5 separate regions of the Mus musculus genome follow, and all the other regions are linked to region 5. A link is a contact called in public HiChIP or PLAC-seq, Micro-C and promoter capture Hi-C data. All regions are on one chromosome and are shown on one strand. Each heading gives the region's core, a stretch centred on a gene start, on an enhancer-like site or on the middle of the called end of the contact. The rest is flanking DNA. Distances are from core to core; before and after follow the strand shown.

The links. Promoter capture Hi-C pulls out the DNA fragments that hold promoters and counts their contacts. Hi-C and Micro-C count contacts between places; a contact is called where the count stands out from the background. HiChIP or PLAC-seq counts read pairs in DNA pulled down with a chosen protein or histone mark.
Region 1: an H3K27ac HiChIP or PLAC-seq map of extraembryonic endoderm stem cells shows a contact between it and region 5, with 5 times the contacts expected there. The contact joins the enhancer-like site here to the promoter of Srd5a3 in region 5. A contact is called at or near these places in 4 of 39 promoter capture datasets (the 3T3-L1 cell line, embryonic stem cells, hippocampal neurons and 1 more), 1 of 484 Hi-C or Micro-C datasets (embryonic stem cells), 6 of 115 datasets of contacts at active chromatin or transcription factors (embryonic stem cells, extraembryonic endoderm stem cells, neural tube and 3 more) and 1 of 9 other capture datasets (embryonic stem cells).
Region 2: a Micro-C map of embryonic stem cells shows a contact between it and region 5, with 2.6 times the contacts expected there. The contact joins the promoter of Kit here to the promoter of Srd5a3 in region 5. A contact is called at or near these places in 6 of 39 promoter capture datasets (embryonic stem cells, hematopoietic stem and progenitor cells, hippocampal neurons and 2 more), 5 of 484 Hi-C or Micro-C datasets (the HPC-7 cell line, LSK cells, cerebellum and 2 more), 6 of 115 datasets of contacts at active chromatin or transcription factors (embryonic forebrain, embryonic hindbrain, embryonic stem cells and 3 more) and 1 of 9 other capture datasets (embryonic stem cells).
Region 3: a contact with region 5 is called in a promoter capture Hi-C map of hippocampal neurons, with 6 times the contacts expected there. The contact joins the enhancer-like site here to the promoter of Srd5a3 in region 5. A contact is called at or near these places in 6 of 39 promoter capture datasets (the 3T3-L1 cell line, cranial neural crest, embryonic stem cells and 2 more), 15 of 484 Hi-C or Micro-C datasets (the HPC-7 cell line, LSK cells, cerebellar granule neurons and 7 more), 10 of 115 datasets of contacts at active chromatin or transcription factors (astrocytes, bone marrow-derived dendritic cells, craniofacial prominence and 6 more) and 3 of 9 other capture datasets (adipose tissue, embryonic stem cells and liver).
Region 4: a contact with region 5 is called in an H3K4me3 HiChIP or PLAC-seq map of bone marrow-derived macrophages, with 4 times the contacts expected there. The contact joins the promoter of Srp72 here to the promoter of Srd5a3 in region 5. A contact is called at or near these places in 2 of 39 promoter capture datasets (liver and pre-B cells), 1 of 115 datasets of contacts at active chromatin or transcription factors (bone marrow-derived macrophages) and 1 of 9 other capture datasets (adipose tissue).

The regions. Positions count from the first base shown.
Region 1 is chr5:75,376,178-75,378,877 of GRCm38.p6, reverse strand. No RefSeq gene overlaps it. Among named protein-coding and RNA genes, the nearest start is that of Gm24502, 180 kb to the left of the region's middle. Within about 2 kb of position 1,422, at least 71 of the 459 cell types and tissues checked have an H3K27ac peak or open chromatin away from gene starts, as enhancers often do. A contact at or near this core is called in extraembryonic endoderm stem cells and liver, where this site is marked.
Region 2 is chr5:75,573,645-75,576,344 of GRCm38.p6, reverse strand. It overlaps Kit (KIT proto-oncogene receptor tyrosine kinase), which reads right to left and starts at 1,358. Exons shown (of 21, transcript NM_001122733.1): 1 at 1,227-1,358. The coding sequence starts at 1,293.
Region 3 is chr5:75,198,587-75,201,286 of GRCm38.p6, reverse strand. No RefSeq gene overlaps it. Among named protein-coding and RNA genes, the nearest start is that of Mir7025, 23 kb to the right of the region's middle. Within about 2 kb of position 1,311, at least 9 of the 459 cell types and tissues checked have an H3K27ac peak or open chromatin away from gene starts, as enhancers often do. A contact at or near this core is called in the HPC-7 cell line and hippocampal neurons, where this site is marked.
Region 4 is chr5:76,973,283-76,975,982 of GRCm38.p6, reverse strand. Srp72 (signal recognition particle 72) reads right to left here and starts at 1,282. Exons shown (of 19, transcript NM_025691.1): 1 at 1,151-1,282. The coding sequence starts at 1,259.
Region 5 is chr5:76,138,929-76,141,628 of GRCm38.p6, reverse strand. Srd5a3 (steroid 5 alpha-reductase 3) reads right to left here and starts at 1,356. Exons shown (of 6, transcript NM_020611.4): 1 at 1,081-1,356. The coding sequence starts at 1,301.

The DNA of each region.
Region 1 (2,700 bases), core at 173-2,672, 760 kb after region 5:
GAGCCTAGACTAAATGTCAACATGTGGATGTCACATTTCCCATAGTACCAGGCACTCACCCACACTTAGCATTGACCTGGCAGACCTCTTAAGCTGCCTCACAACTAAGTCTACACACTTCCTCTGGCCTTTTGTCTCATGATTTCCTGTGTACTGGCTGTAAGACTATCATAGACACCATGGGGGAAGAAATAAGGTCTTTTTTTCCCCAGTTTGACCAAACTATAAAGAAAACCCTGTTCTTTTACTGTCTTAGTTAGGGGTTTTGCCACTGTGAACAGACACTATGACCAAGGCAACTCTCAGAAGGACAACATTTCATTGGGGCTGGCTTACAGGTTCAGAGGTTCAGTCCATTATCATTAAGGGAGGAACATGGCAGCATCCAGGCAGGCATGGTGCAGGCAGAGCTGAGAGGTCTGCATCTTCATCTGAAGGCTGCTAGCAGAATACTGGCTTCCAGGCAGCTAGGATGAGGGTCTTAAAGCCCACACTCACAGTGACACACCTACTCTTACAGGGCCACACCTTCTACTAGTGCCACTGGCTGGGCCAAACATACACAAATCATCACAGTAACCAAGTTTTGCTTCTTAGTTTATTTGAGGACAGGAAGAAAACCAAGTCCGTGGGTGAAGGAGAGTGACTAGTGCCTCCCCAGGATCTGGTGGACGTTCACCTCCAAAGCCATTTTTCTCCCCGCTCCTCACTATGGCTCACCCTGTCTGTGTCCAACTTTCTGGCTTCATGAGTATTTTCCTATTTTTAGATCCTTTCATCAAGTCGAGATTGCCGCTTGGTATGCAGGAATGTTGAGAGATGTTTCATTTCCATCCTCAAGGCTAAATTGCCATTTCTGTCATGAACTCTGATCTGCCCCAAGAAGCAGGCAGAGGGGGGGGCTCAGTTGTTTGTGGGGCTTTCCAGAGCTCCGTATCAGCTGGCAAAGCCCATCAAAGAGAAAGGGAGACTCCGGATCCTACTATGAGTAAATATTATTCACAATGACTGTTTACCAACAGTTTCACATGCCTGTGCTGCTGCCTCATAAGCTGTTTTCAAGGCAGTGTTTATGCAAAGGATTAGGAAAAGGGCAAAAGTCTCCAGGGAGAGGGATCACTAAAGCAATGGCTCTCGGGCATTAAACCGTCAACAACATTAAACCTTTGCTCCACCCTGGAGCCCCGCTTCCCAGCCAACGTTAGACCCCCACGTGTGCTGGCAAAGAGAAAGTCAACAATAAAATCACACATGTCACATCTACCGTACTGTGGACATGCCTAGTGCTGCTTGGGTGTGTCGAGCTCAGCCTGCTGGAAATCCTTATGGTAAACACGCCACCCAGTCCCTCTTTTGTTCTGTAGCTGATGGCAGGGTACAGAACAGCGCGTCTGAACGCAATGATAACAACGCCAGCAAGGGCCCCAACTGTTTGTTAACTGTGTAATGATTAACCAGGGCCAGGGCCCCAGCCTTTGGGCTGTCACTCAGGGAAGTCTATTTAGTAAACAGTCAACCACCAATATCTTAAACAGGTTGAACAGATGGCTCCAGGGTTCAGGCCAACTGTATTTTCTTCAATTCCACACAGCTTGGAGGGAAATGAAGGCCATAAAATCCAAGAAAAGACCAAACAGAAGCACCATCACTACCACCCTCCAGTGTGCAGATCTCTCATCCCTAGGAGGATGAAGTCTGATGGGAGGAGAAGAACAGCCTCTGAGGGGTGGAAATGAAAGCTCTACACAGGAGAGTTTTCTATACAAAGAGTGAGTTGCTGAGCTCTGTCAGAGACTCTGAAAGCTAGGAGGTAAGACTACCAGTGACAAGGTTTTGATGAAACATCCCAAGACTTAAGTCACAGATGCAATGCTGACTCACCACAGAGTTTCTCCATAGCATCTTAGATGTTATAAGTAAGAAAGCATGGTAGACTCTAAGGAGTATCGCAGCTTCAGTGTAACTATGAATGTTGCTCAGCTTCAGCGTAACTATGAATGTTGGTGCTTAATTCAGAACATGTCTACTCAACCATCCTTGCCCTGCCCTGTTCTGCCCTTCCCAGAGTTCTCCTCTGTGCTAGCTTTCTGTTACTGTTACAAATTATTCAAGGTAACCCAACCGAAAGGATTCAGAAAGGTTTGTTTCCAGTCAGTTTTGTACATGACAGAGGAGGTGCTGAACCTTTGATAACTAGGAAAGCAGGGACCCAAGACTCAAAGTCCCTTTCAAGTAAAAATCTATAATGACCCCACCCCCTAAAGATTCCATCTCCTCCTTATAGTGCATGGTCTGGGGACCAAATTTGTCACACAGGACCTTTGATTGACACTTATCCAAACCATAGTGCCCCATTTCTGCATTTGTGCAATGGGAACATAAGGCCTGACTTTGTATATATCTCAACGATTCTGCTGAGATAAATTGATACTGTCTAGGCAAAAGGGCATTACAAATTCAAGCTTTGGGGCTGCAGCCTATTATACTTCAAATAAATGTCATAACAAGCTCTATAGGAGAAAAATAACAGGCACAGTCTATACACTATAACCAGACACATTCTACGCAGATTAGAAGCACAAGCAAAAAAGCATTTAAAAATATGTAAGAAATATTATAAAACCCTACAATCCATTCCTATGGGGGAGGGGGAGGACAGACAGCCTACTGTCCACTGGAGTGAGGGGAGAAATGCAATCC
Region 2 (2,700 bases), core at 109-2,608, 570 kb after region 5:
CAACCTGCACGGGCAGTGCACCAGCGACACCTGGCAAAAAAAGGGGCAGGGCTGAGGAGCTCCGGAACCTTAAGATCTTGAGACCCAAGTTACCCTGCAAAAGGTAACAAGATTTTCCCAACAGCTTGAAGAAACAAATGCTATTTGCAGAAAGCTTACCCCTTCTCCCCCACCCCCTAGCCTCCCCAGGCAGCCCTGAGTATGGCTATCACGTGGGAGAGGGTTTCTGGATCTCGGGATTCCCCTCCAAAAAAAAAAAAAAAAAAAAAAAACGGCCACCTGCGATTACAAGTCGCATACACTGAAACCAGAGGTTTCCAAAGCTGGGGAGAACTGACTCGGTCCTGGTCCAGCGCGCACGAGGTGGCAAGAACAGCTGCGTCCCCGCACGCAGTCCCTGATTCCCAGAAGCTGGCGACCAACGTAGGCTACAGCAGCTCCCTGGCGCGTGGCAGCAACGAACACCGTGCGGCTGCAGAGAGGGGCGAGCCCCTAGCACGAGATTTACAAAAGGAAAAAGTCTGCAACCTAGCGGCTGCTCGCCACACGCCCGGCTCAAGTTGTCCCCATAGCCGCCACCTACAGGCTCGTGGGGTCCCGCCCCAGAGCCTCACGCCGCGTGCTCCCCGTGCAAAAAACGGAGTTGGGTGGGGGCAAGCAAGCCCGAGATTCGTCTCCTCGGGTGGCGCCGCGCACGATGAGAGCGGCTGCAGTTGCGTCCCCAGCACTGTGCACAAAGAGCGCCCGAGGTGGGGAAGCAGCGGCCGCAAGAAAAGGCTCTCCAACTTTGCCCGGCGTGTGTCCGGGACCCGTGGGCTGGTTGTCCCAGGCGTCGGTCACCCACGCGCAACTTTTAACAAAAAGGAAGCCGTGGCCGCACCTCGCTCGGAGAGAGGACGCTCTCGGTGCGAAGCCCGAGGCCGCCCGCCCCTGCCACCCGCGCGCAGTCGGCACAAAAGCATCACCAAACTCGCCCGCAGCCTGCAGCTCGCTGCCTGGGTTCCCAGAAGACCCTCGGCCCCGGGTCTCCACCACCCGGGCTGAGGTCTCTCAGCTCAGGTGAGCGAGGCGGGCCACCAGAGTCCCGCGGCCGCCTACCACCTTCGAGGTGGTAGGCATGGGAAAAGCCAACAGCTACCACTCCGGACGCACCCAGGTGGCACCCCTCCCGGACCCGGGCTGCGCCCACAGAGGGTGCAGTCCTCTTGTCTGCCGCTCTTTCCCACCTGTCTGGCCACGGAGCAGGACCAACAGGACGCAGAGCAGATCCCAGGCGCCGCGAGCGCCTCTCATCGCGGTGGCTGCGCTAGACTCTGAGCTCCTCTCTCTGCTACAGCTCTCGCCCAAGTGCACCGAGCGCGGCAAAGCCGAGCCCCCAGAGCCACTAGCGGCGCGCGACAGCCCCTCCTCCAGCCCTCCTCCCAGCTCGTGGCCACGCCCCTCCCTTCTCCCGCCCGGGTCGCACTCCCTCCCGCTGCCTAGTGCCCGGGGCTCTCGGGCTGCAATAAGCTGATCCCGGGGGCGCTGTGCCCTCTAAGACCAGGAGCCCCCACAGGCCCTCCACCCTGGATCCTCTTCCTCCTAGCACTCTCCCTCCATCGGTGGTCCTTCAGTCCAGGCGGCTGGCTGGCCACGCAGGTGCTGCCCGCGCTTTGTGAAGCCCAGCGCCACGAGCGCATTAGGTACGGGCCAGCCACCTGGCAGGTGCTCCCTAGACAATAAAGGACAACCACCGGTCCCTCCAGCAAGCTCCGGAGCGGGGAGAATATATTCGGCTTATGGTGGAGGTGTTACTAGTCGGGATTGCCGGGCGAAGGGATTAGGAAACTGGGTCCCCAACATTTATTTCTGTTCCTGTTGGTAGAGGAGGACGGATCGTGGCACCCCTGACCTCAGTAAAAGACCGAGCCCACGTTTAAGTAATTTTTCATGCTCAGTTTCTCCACCTGCTGCGAAACCTGTAAGAATACAGCTGATTTCTATTGGCCAGCGTGGACCTCCACCCAGCCAAGCTCCTGCTGAGACTTGTGGAAACTGGGCCAGTGGACTACAGAGGCATCCTGTGAAGGAGTTAGCTTTGAAACTCGGTTTTTAAAACCTATTTGCATTTGGGTGCCTTTTCTCTTGTGTTAATTATTTTTTTAATCTCACCCTCAACACCCCCCCCCCGCCCCATCCCCTCTGAGTCCCCCTTTCCCCAACTCGATCCGACTGTGGTCTGCCTTAGGAGCAAGATAAAAGCAAAATAATTTCCTTTTAAAGTTTTTTTTTAATGTGTATGAGTGTTTTACTTACATGAATATGTGTGTGTGCCACGTGTGTGACTAGTGCCCAGGGAGGTCAGAAGGATGTCAGATCTCCTGAAACTAGAGTTACGGATGCTTGTGTATCATCTTGTGGGTGCCTGGAGCCCAACTACTCTTGTTCTTTGTTTGTTTCTTTGTTTGTTTGTTTGTTTGTTTCGAGACAGGGTTACTGGCTGTCCTGGAACTCACTTTGTAGACCAGGCTGCCTCGAACTCAGAAATTCGCCTGCCTCTGCCTCCCAAGTGCTGGGATTAAAGTCATGCGCCAACTTTCTTGTTCTTAACTAATTGACCCAACTCTCCAACTCCTAAAGTAATTCTCTTAAGACAATTTCTACCTAGGGACATTTCACAGTCACTGTGGCTATCCGGGGGTGGACAGTAACAATCTGGGT
Region 3 (2,700 bases), core at 62-2,561, 940 kb after region 5:
TGCAGAGGACCCAAGTTCAATTTCCATCCACACTCAATTGAGTGGCTCAAAATGACCTTTGACTTCAGCTCCAGTCACACTCAGCAGCTCACAATGGCCTCTAACCTCAGCATCAGTGGATCCAAGACTTCTGACCTCTGCAGGTACATAGTATACTCACTTACACATACCTACACATGTACACACACCACAACACACACACACACACACACCATACCACACACACACACCAAACACACCATACCACACACACACTAGCGTAAAAATCCCTTTTTTACAAGAGAAATTCTAGACTCTACAATAAGCTGCAAGCAAGCCTGACAGCCTCTGCCCCCAGAGAGAGACACTGCCTTTGTAACTCTAACAGTGCTGTCCTGTGCTGTGGGGGAGGCACTATAGACACAATGCAGCGGTTTTATCGTCTGTAATAATTGCTGAATCCCAGGGCCTAAACCAATGCCCTGCTCAGTACAGTTGAAACCTGGAGGGATAAGTGTGGAAAGAGATATGCAGATGCCTTGGAACTGTCCGGAACTAGAACAAAGATAGCATCTGAAATAGACAAAGCTGCCAGCTCCCAGCCCTCGGCCCCTTGCCTATGTGTATTCCCCACATGCGGAAAAGCTTCAGCTTCATCGGGTGCACTCAGTGAACAGCACTCAGCTAGCAGCACTCAGCGAGCAGCACTCAGCGAGCAGCACTCAGCGAGCAGCACTCAGTGAACAGCACTCAGCGAGCAGCACTCTGGGTTCTTACACTACCTTACACTTCTCATTACTCCAAGCAAGGCGTGTGGTCTCCAACCGCGATGTTCTATCCTGCTGTTCTATGTGATGTAATGGTCCCCTTGGATCATGAGCTGGTTGGAAAAAAGTCTGCAAGCTTCCTCATTTAGGCCTACACATTTTAGAGATCAACTACACAAAGAGGAGTCTGTTCTATAATAAATATTCTTGGAGAGAATTAATTTTAAAAATGGCTTCCTGTGGCTGGCCTAGCACCGTGCTCTCATGGGAAAACCAAACACAGCCTTTTGAGGGAGGAAGAAAAGAGGTGTGATCATCCCAGACTCATGAGGATGCATTCACTCTGGAAGTGGCTCTGTATACACCTGATTCAACCGGGAGCCCGTTGGGAGAGCCAGCTAAACAAAACATGCGTGAGACGACAGAAGAGCCAAGCCCAGGCCCACAAAAGCCTCCTTTTATTTCAGCTTCATCCTGATCAGGCTTCCAACTTACATAGACCAAACCAATCTCCAGCCCAGTCTCTGCAGAGAAAAGCCTGGTTCTGATTCTGTTTGGAGCAGTTCGTGTGAAATGTGATGAAATTCAAAACAGACAGGATGCACAAGCTCCAGGGGGAAGTCATTAATACCCATGAACAATGATGAAGCAAAATGCCATCTGCCGGGCTAATGTGGCAAAGCTTTTAAAAATTCCAATTAGCCTATAAACCAGAATTGGGGCAGGGGAAGCAAATATGTTCCCCTCATCTGTCCTCAACGTCTCCCTCCTCTTTGTATGAATGATGGACCATTACTGGCATATGAACTTAGTTGGGAAGTTATCGCCATTATACTTTAGGACGTGGGTGCTACTCATGTCTCCAGGTGGGACAGGATGCTATAGACAGCTAATTAAGAACACACATATACTTTCACACACATTTTCCTATGAGATGAAACAATTGTCTCTATTATAAACACTGCTACCATTATATGCTGTTGGATTTAGCCTTTATGTGTATTTGGAGTTGAAGATAATGAAACATTTCTGTTGCTGTTATCCTGAGGGAAATTGCCAGGCTTATGATGGATTCTCATAGGGTAGGCCATTTTCCTGAGTTGCTTTTCATGAAGCACGCCACTATTAAAATCACAATGGCCATTATTAGACCTGGTGTATTTCAGCCTGAAAAAGAAAGGCTCTGATTACAAACACATAGAGTAGTTTCTCCAGGCTGAACTTGTCCATCACTTGTCTTTGAAAAATCAAAGGATCCAGGCAAGCTACTTCTGCATGCTGATATTCTCAGTATCTCTTGCTTTCTTTCTGGCTCATCATGCAAATAATAGTGGAATTCATATATTTGGAATTGCTAATCCTAGTGCTATCGTTACATTAGTCTTGGGGTCCTTCGTTTCTACACCTATGAGATGTCTTCCCTGCCTTGGTAGGAATATTTAAAAGCTTATTGCAAGACTCAAAAGAAGTGTAAATGGTACATTTTAGAAGTTTTTAATCCCCTAATTAAAAAAAAAAACGAAAACACTAGAGCAGATAAATTAGACAGGACTGTCTGTTAGAGGACGGAACTGTGTAGCTGCTGTTCAGACAGACATGTTATTATTCCCAGGAATCCAGCTCCTTCCTGGGCTGAACCAAGGTGGAGCCAATACTCAATGAACAGCCTTGTGCTGAAGGATACAGGCCTGGATCTGTAGGCGGTCTCACTCTGAGGTCATTTGGCTATCTGAAATTGGGAGTTATTCTGAAACAGGGGGCCTATTTTCCAATTATTAAGAGAATAATCTGCATTAATTAATTGCACTAATTTATCTGATGAGATACCAGGAGGCTGTCGAATGTGAAGCACATAAACCTGCCTGCACGTAACAGAGGATGCTCAAGCACAGCACAGGTGATGGCGCAGGGATGCAGGCTCATCAGTGTACATGCTGATAGGTTACCATAGAGA
Region 4 (2,700 bases), core at 33-2,532, 830 kb before region 5:
GGGAAATACAAAGAACTCAGGCGGCCACGGCTCTATGCCAACAGCGTGTCAAGTGTCAAAATGACTAGGACCATGGTTCCCCTCGCTCCTAGTCAACCACAGGAATCCAATTCTCACTTTACGAGTCGTCGAAGGGACTTCTAGAAATTAATAGACAGGGCTGAAGGGACAGTCTTGGCTGATCAAAGAAGTGCTACAGAGTTTTATACCGATACTAAATATTGGTTGTAGGCCCACTGAAGGGCTAAAGTGAATTCAAGTAAGTTTGGCAATCATCAATTCTAATTAGTAGCTGTCTTCCTTAATGCACTGTGGCCACTGTCACTACTTTTATAGGAACTCAGGAACCCGAAGGTTTAAAGTGTATATTACTGTGATAGCCTTTATGTAACTGGGGCTTTGTACAGCTGAAGGGTTTCATAGTTACATCACCAAACCTGACACACACAGGTGTATCTACTGTACAAAATATAGCACGGCCATATTACAGGCACATAGTGATGAATAACAACTTATGGAATCTCATACTGAAGGCAACTAAAATTTGAAATTATAACTTATGGGGGCTAAAAATGCAGGTTAGTTTCCTTACGTTATTTTAAATGTTGGGACGCTCACTCACTCACTCTCTGGCTAAACACTACGGGGAAGACTTTGTGCGTGGAAATGAATAACGACTTGATATTCACACCTTTCCAATCTGCAACGCTTCCACCTTGTCTGCAACAGAGCGGATGCTACGTGTCCAGACAGGTTTCCTTCCCCGGCCCCAGCCCCAGTCAACAAGTTTCCTCCATGACACTGTCCTGATCCCTTCACTCAAGATGAACGAAGAAAAGTCAATCTGACATCTTTGCAAAATCCCGCCGCGGAGACGACACGAAAAACATTTTGGGAAGCGGTTCCGGACGCCATGGTCTCTTTAAGTCCCCCCTCCCCCTCGCGCCCGGTCTCGCGGGGACAGAGGGAAGTACACGTGGCCTTAAGCGACCGAGCTCGGGCCGCCGGTGGCCGTGGGACAGCGACCCGCCCCCGGGCTTGGGGCCGAGCCTGAGGACGCAGCGATCCCCCTCCGCGCTGTGCCGAGGGGTCGCACGCTCGACCCAGGAGATGTCCTCCTCCCGACAACCCGGGCCGCCGGGACACTTACTCTTGTTGACAGTCTTGAGGGCACGCGTGAAGTCGCTGTTCTGCCCATAACGGTTCACCTCACTCCACAGCGCAGGGACTGACACCCCACCACTGCCGCCGCTCGCCATCTTGGAGGAGGTGGGGGTGAGGTGGGGGAGGGGGGTGGGAGGAGCAGGGCGACCTCTGCCCCGGAAGAGGATCTCGAAGTTGGCTCGGCGAAGGAGGAAGTTGATGGTTGCTAGGCGGCCGGGAGTCGCGAGCTGGTCTGTCCCAGAGCTAGCGTCAGAAATCGGTTTTTAATTTTTTCTGTCTTGCGGCAAGACATTTGTTTGCCTGACGCCCTTACTCCTAATCCAAAGGTGACTGGAGGTAGGAGGGGTCAGATTCAGAAGGCGCTCGCCGAAACTGTTAGCCCCAAGCCGCCGGCATTCTGGGGAGACCCCTGTGCTCCGACTGTGGCCGGGCGACAGTCTTTGGGAGAGAAAACTCCCGGTTCTTCGGGTGGTAGGAGGGGTACCTAATTTAAGGAACCGTAGAGAGGCTCTTGAAGGCGGCAGGTAGAGCCACAGCTGCTCATGGGTGCTTCGGGATTGCCATTTTAGGACACGAGCGGTGATTAGAACCTGGGACTAAATCTAGAAGTGAAGATAGGTCTGGGACTGACAAAAATACAGTGAACGGCACTGTTTAACCTCCCTTTGAGATCTAGTTTCAGGAGCAGTGTGGGCTGGAAGCCCGAGGAGATGAGAAGGACCAGGTTCTGAGGTGAGTATATTGACTTAGGTAGATGTCATACAATAAACTACGTCCTGGAGGCCTTCCTTAATGTACTTTAAGGAAACCTGTTCTTGCAGCCTAGCCAGTACACATTCTGCTTCCAAGGCTCGACTTCCTTGTGGAGAAGACCCGTGCATACTATGTAAGTGGTCTTAGCATTCAGCTACACCCTCTACAAGATTACACCATCTACAAGGCTCTCTATTCCTGAGTATTGATCCTTAAGTCCCCTCTCTTTGAACGACCTATAGTCCTAAGACCAGAGACCTTATTTACTTTGCTTACTACCTGGGAGACCTGAACCAAACCTTCCTTCACTTCCCCTAGACTCAACCTAATGTTCTCTTAATGTTGCTACTTAGGTTTTAAACCACCTATCTACTTCCTGTTTCTTGCCTGAGTCAAGTGCTGAAACGCTAGCTGATTGTCATATGTGTGGTCAGTATGATACATCAGACTGAACTTAAAAGAGTTTCTTTTGGGTCATGATTTCATAGATTTCAGCCACAGTAGGTTGGCTTTGTTGCTTTGGAACCTCAGTGAGGTGCTTCATCATGATGGAAATCATGTCGTAGTGGCCCTAAGCCGCTCACCTAATGGTTACTGGGAAGGAAGAAGCTGGAGAAGCCACAGACAAAATGTCAAGTTTTTAAAAAGTACACTCACGCTAGGCACCATCTCCTACAGCTGTGACCCCGCCAGGGGGGTTACAAATTAGATATTTAAATTACTATTCATAGCAATAGCAAATTTAGTTATGAAAGTAGCAACAAAATAATTCTATGGTGGTGG
Region 5 (2,700 bases), core at 107-2,606:
CGGGATGAATACAGGGAAGGCCCACCTCTTTCTTGGCTGTCACACAAAGGCAGACTTGAGTGTAGCAGCTGAGGAGTCCCATCCAGAGAGACTGAGTATAAGTGATTTTTAAGTGTGCTTTGAACTCTGGGGACACTAGAACCTCTCTCAAAAGTCAGAAAATAAATTGCTATATAGCATAAGGGATATAGGCCAATCAAACCCGAGGATAAGAGGACGGTAGGATGGTCTTAAAATTGGGCCTCTAAGGAAGAGTTCTTCCGGGTCTTAATCTCTTTACCATTCATTCTTCACAATGACATGGTACTCTGCTCTCACACTAACCCCCTGAAAGACCCCCTCCAACAGTCAGGACATAGCTGGGGCCAGTTGATAGCCCCACCGCCATCTGCAGAGGTGGGCAACGGCTACAGATTTCTAAAGCAATCTAGATGAATCCGTCAGAACCCATCACATTCCTTCCAATTCAATTCTAAATGCAAATGCGTGATGAATTTCATAAAAAAAAATGACACAGCTTTATTATCTAGAATACTGTGTTAAGATGACTTCTCCATCTACATACTGAATTCATCGTGGAGTTAAAAAAAAAAAAAAAAGAAAGAAAGAAAGAAAAGGAAAGGAAAGCCATGTGGCGGGTCTCACATATTCTCAGCGGAGTCCATATGTACCCCGGAAGATTTTAGTATTTCACAACTTGGTTACTGAGCCTTCCGGGATGGGTTGGGGCAGGGCATACTGGGCTAGTTTGCCAGAGCACCTGTGGAGATGCAGGTTAGTGATGTCTGCACAGCCCCAGGGGAGCACACTCTGGACTTCTTTCTTGACTGTGACAGATCGGGCTGAGAACTGCGGAAATCGAGGAAGAACTTGCCTCCAAGTCCATGAATTTCCACGACCTCAAGTTCTGGGGAGGGGAAGCGGAAAACTGGGGGTAAAGAAGTCAGGGCGGCTCCCTGGGGGCCGGGCCAACTTGAGATGCTCTGTCATTTCCGGGGACGGCTCGGGGACAGCCCCTGGCTCACGTGCCTGCGCCGCCTCTGTTGCCCCCTGCCGGGCGCGCCCCGCCACCGACGTTACCTCTTGGGGACATCGAAGGCCCTGCAGACGGCGGGGCGCCGCGAGCCGGACTGCTTGGTCTTCCCGTAGCGGAGCAGGTCCTGGAAGAGCGCGCAGCTCGGCAGCAGCCTGGCGGGCGCCAGCTGCAGCAGCAGCGCGAACAGGAAGGCGGCGGCCAGCGCCAGCCACAGCGTCCGCAGGGGGTTCAGGGCCGAGAGCTCAAACCCGGCCCACCCAGCCATAGCCCGGGAGCCGGCTACAGATGCGCGCCGCCGCGCCGCCCTCCTTCTCTCACCCCCTCCCTCCCTCCCGCCTCGGCGGCGCGCTTGGCGGTGACGCGGCTCCTGGGCGGGACGCGCGGCCCCGCCCCTGGCTAGGCGCTCAGGAGCTGGGTTGTGCTCCTGCTCACCTGGTTTGAGCAGGCTGCGCTTTAGACTTGTACTGCCTCTAATCTAATTCCGAGATGCAACTCCAACTTGAAGTTCTGCAGGAGCATGCGAGACCACGTGCTACAGTCCAAGTCTTGTAGAGATACGTTACACCTATTTATTAAGTGGAGTGGAGCTATGCCAAGAGGTGTGGGTGGGAGCCCAAGACAGCTTGGGGGGAATTGGTTCTCTCCTTCCACCATGTGGCGCTTCGGGGATCCTATTCTAGAGGTCAGGTTCTCACCAGCCTGTGTAAGTTTCTATAAACTTTGACTGCGGGATTACTGCTGCGAAAAAGTGTGAAGAGAAATTTTGGTTGAAGTACAGGCTGAATTCTTGGCTGGGTCCCTAGAGGGGGCCCCCAGGAGTCAAGATGCGAAGGATCTTAATACCACGCTGGTCTACCAGAAGCACCAGATTCATTAGCATACTCCAGATGGGGATCGCTGTAAATTCAGGGATGACCTCTGGAAAGACCTCGGTGAGGGAATTCTACACTTTGTCAACTGTAGGCTGGAGCTGCTCCGGCAAACTCTGGATTTTGGAGTGGAAAAGCAGAGTAATGCCCTCAATGGACCTACGTTTTTCACCCATCTGCTCCATGGACAAAGTGTTTAACTAGCTGTGTCTGCTGCCTTTATGGCTAGGAATGAAAAGATTTGGAAGACCTTTATGCACTCATTGGCTCGAGTCCATGGGGCAGTGGGGGTGAGGGGGAAGGCAAGGTATGAGACAGCAAATCTCCAAAAACCTCCCTCCACGGATCTGGCTCAGATGCTGTCTTTCAGGCATCAGTGGAAAACACCATCACGTGTTAGATGAAGGCCTGGTTCCCTGTTGACAGCTGCTTAGTGGTATTTCAGGCTATCGGGTCCTTGAGTAATGCAGGCTACTCAGAAAGGAGGAAGCAAATGGGATCCAATTGTGTACCCCTATAATACAAGTCTTTATCACAGCCTTGCTTTCAACAGAAAAATGACTACACCCCTAAATCTGCCTTGATGCGTTTAGCCAAATTATGGTACACTCCCATTTTCTCTCTTAAAAAAAAAAAAGAAAAGATTACAGAGTGGGGGAAAAAAAGAATACTTTTATTTATAGATTGTATGTGTGTGTGTATGTGTGACTGGCCCATCCATGTCAATAATCATTAATAATATAGTTAAGCTTCCTCTCCTCAGTTATATAACTCTGGCCTGTGTCAAGTTGACAA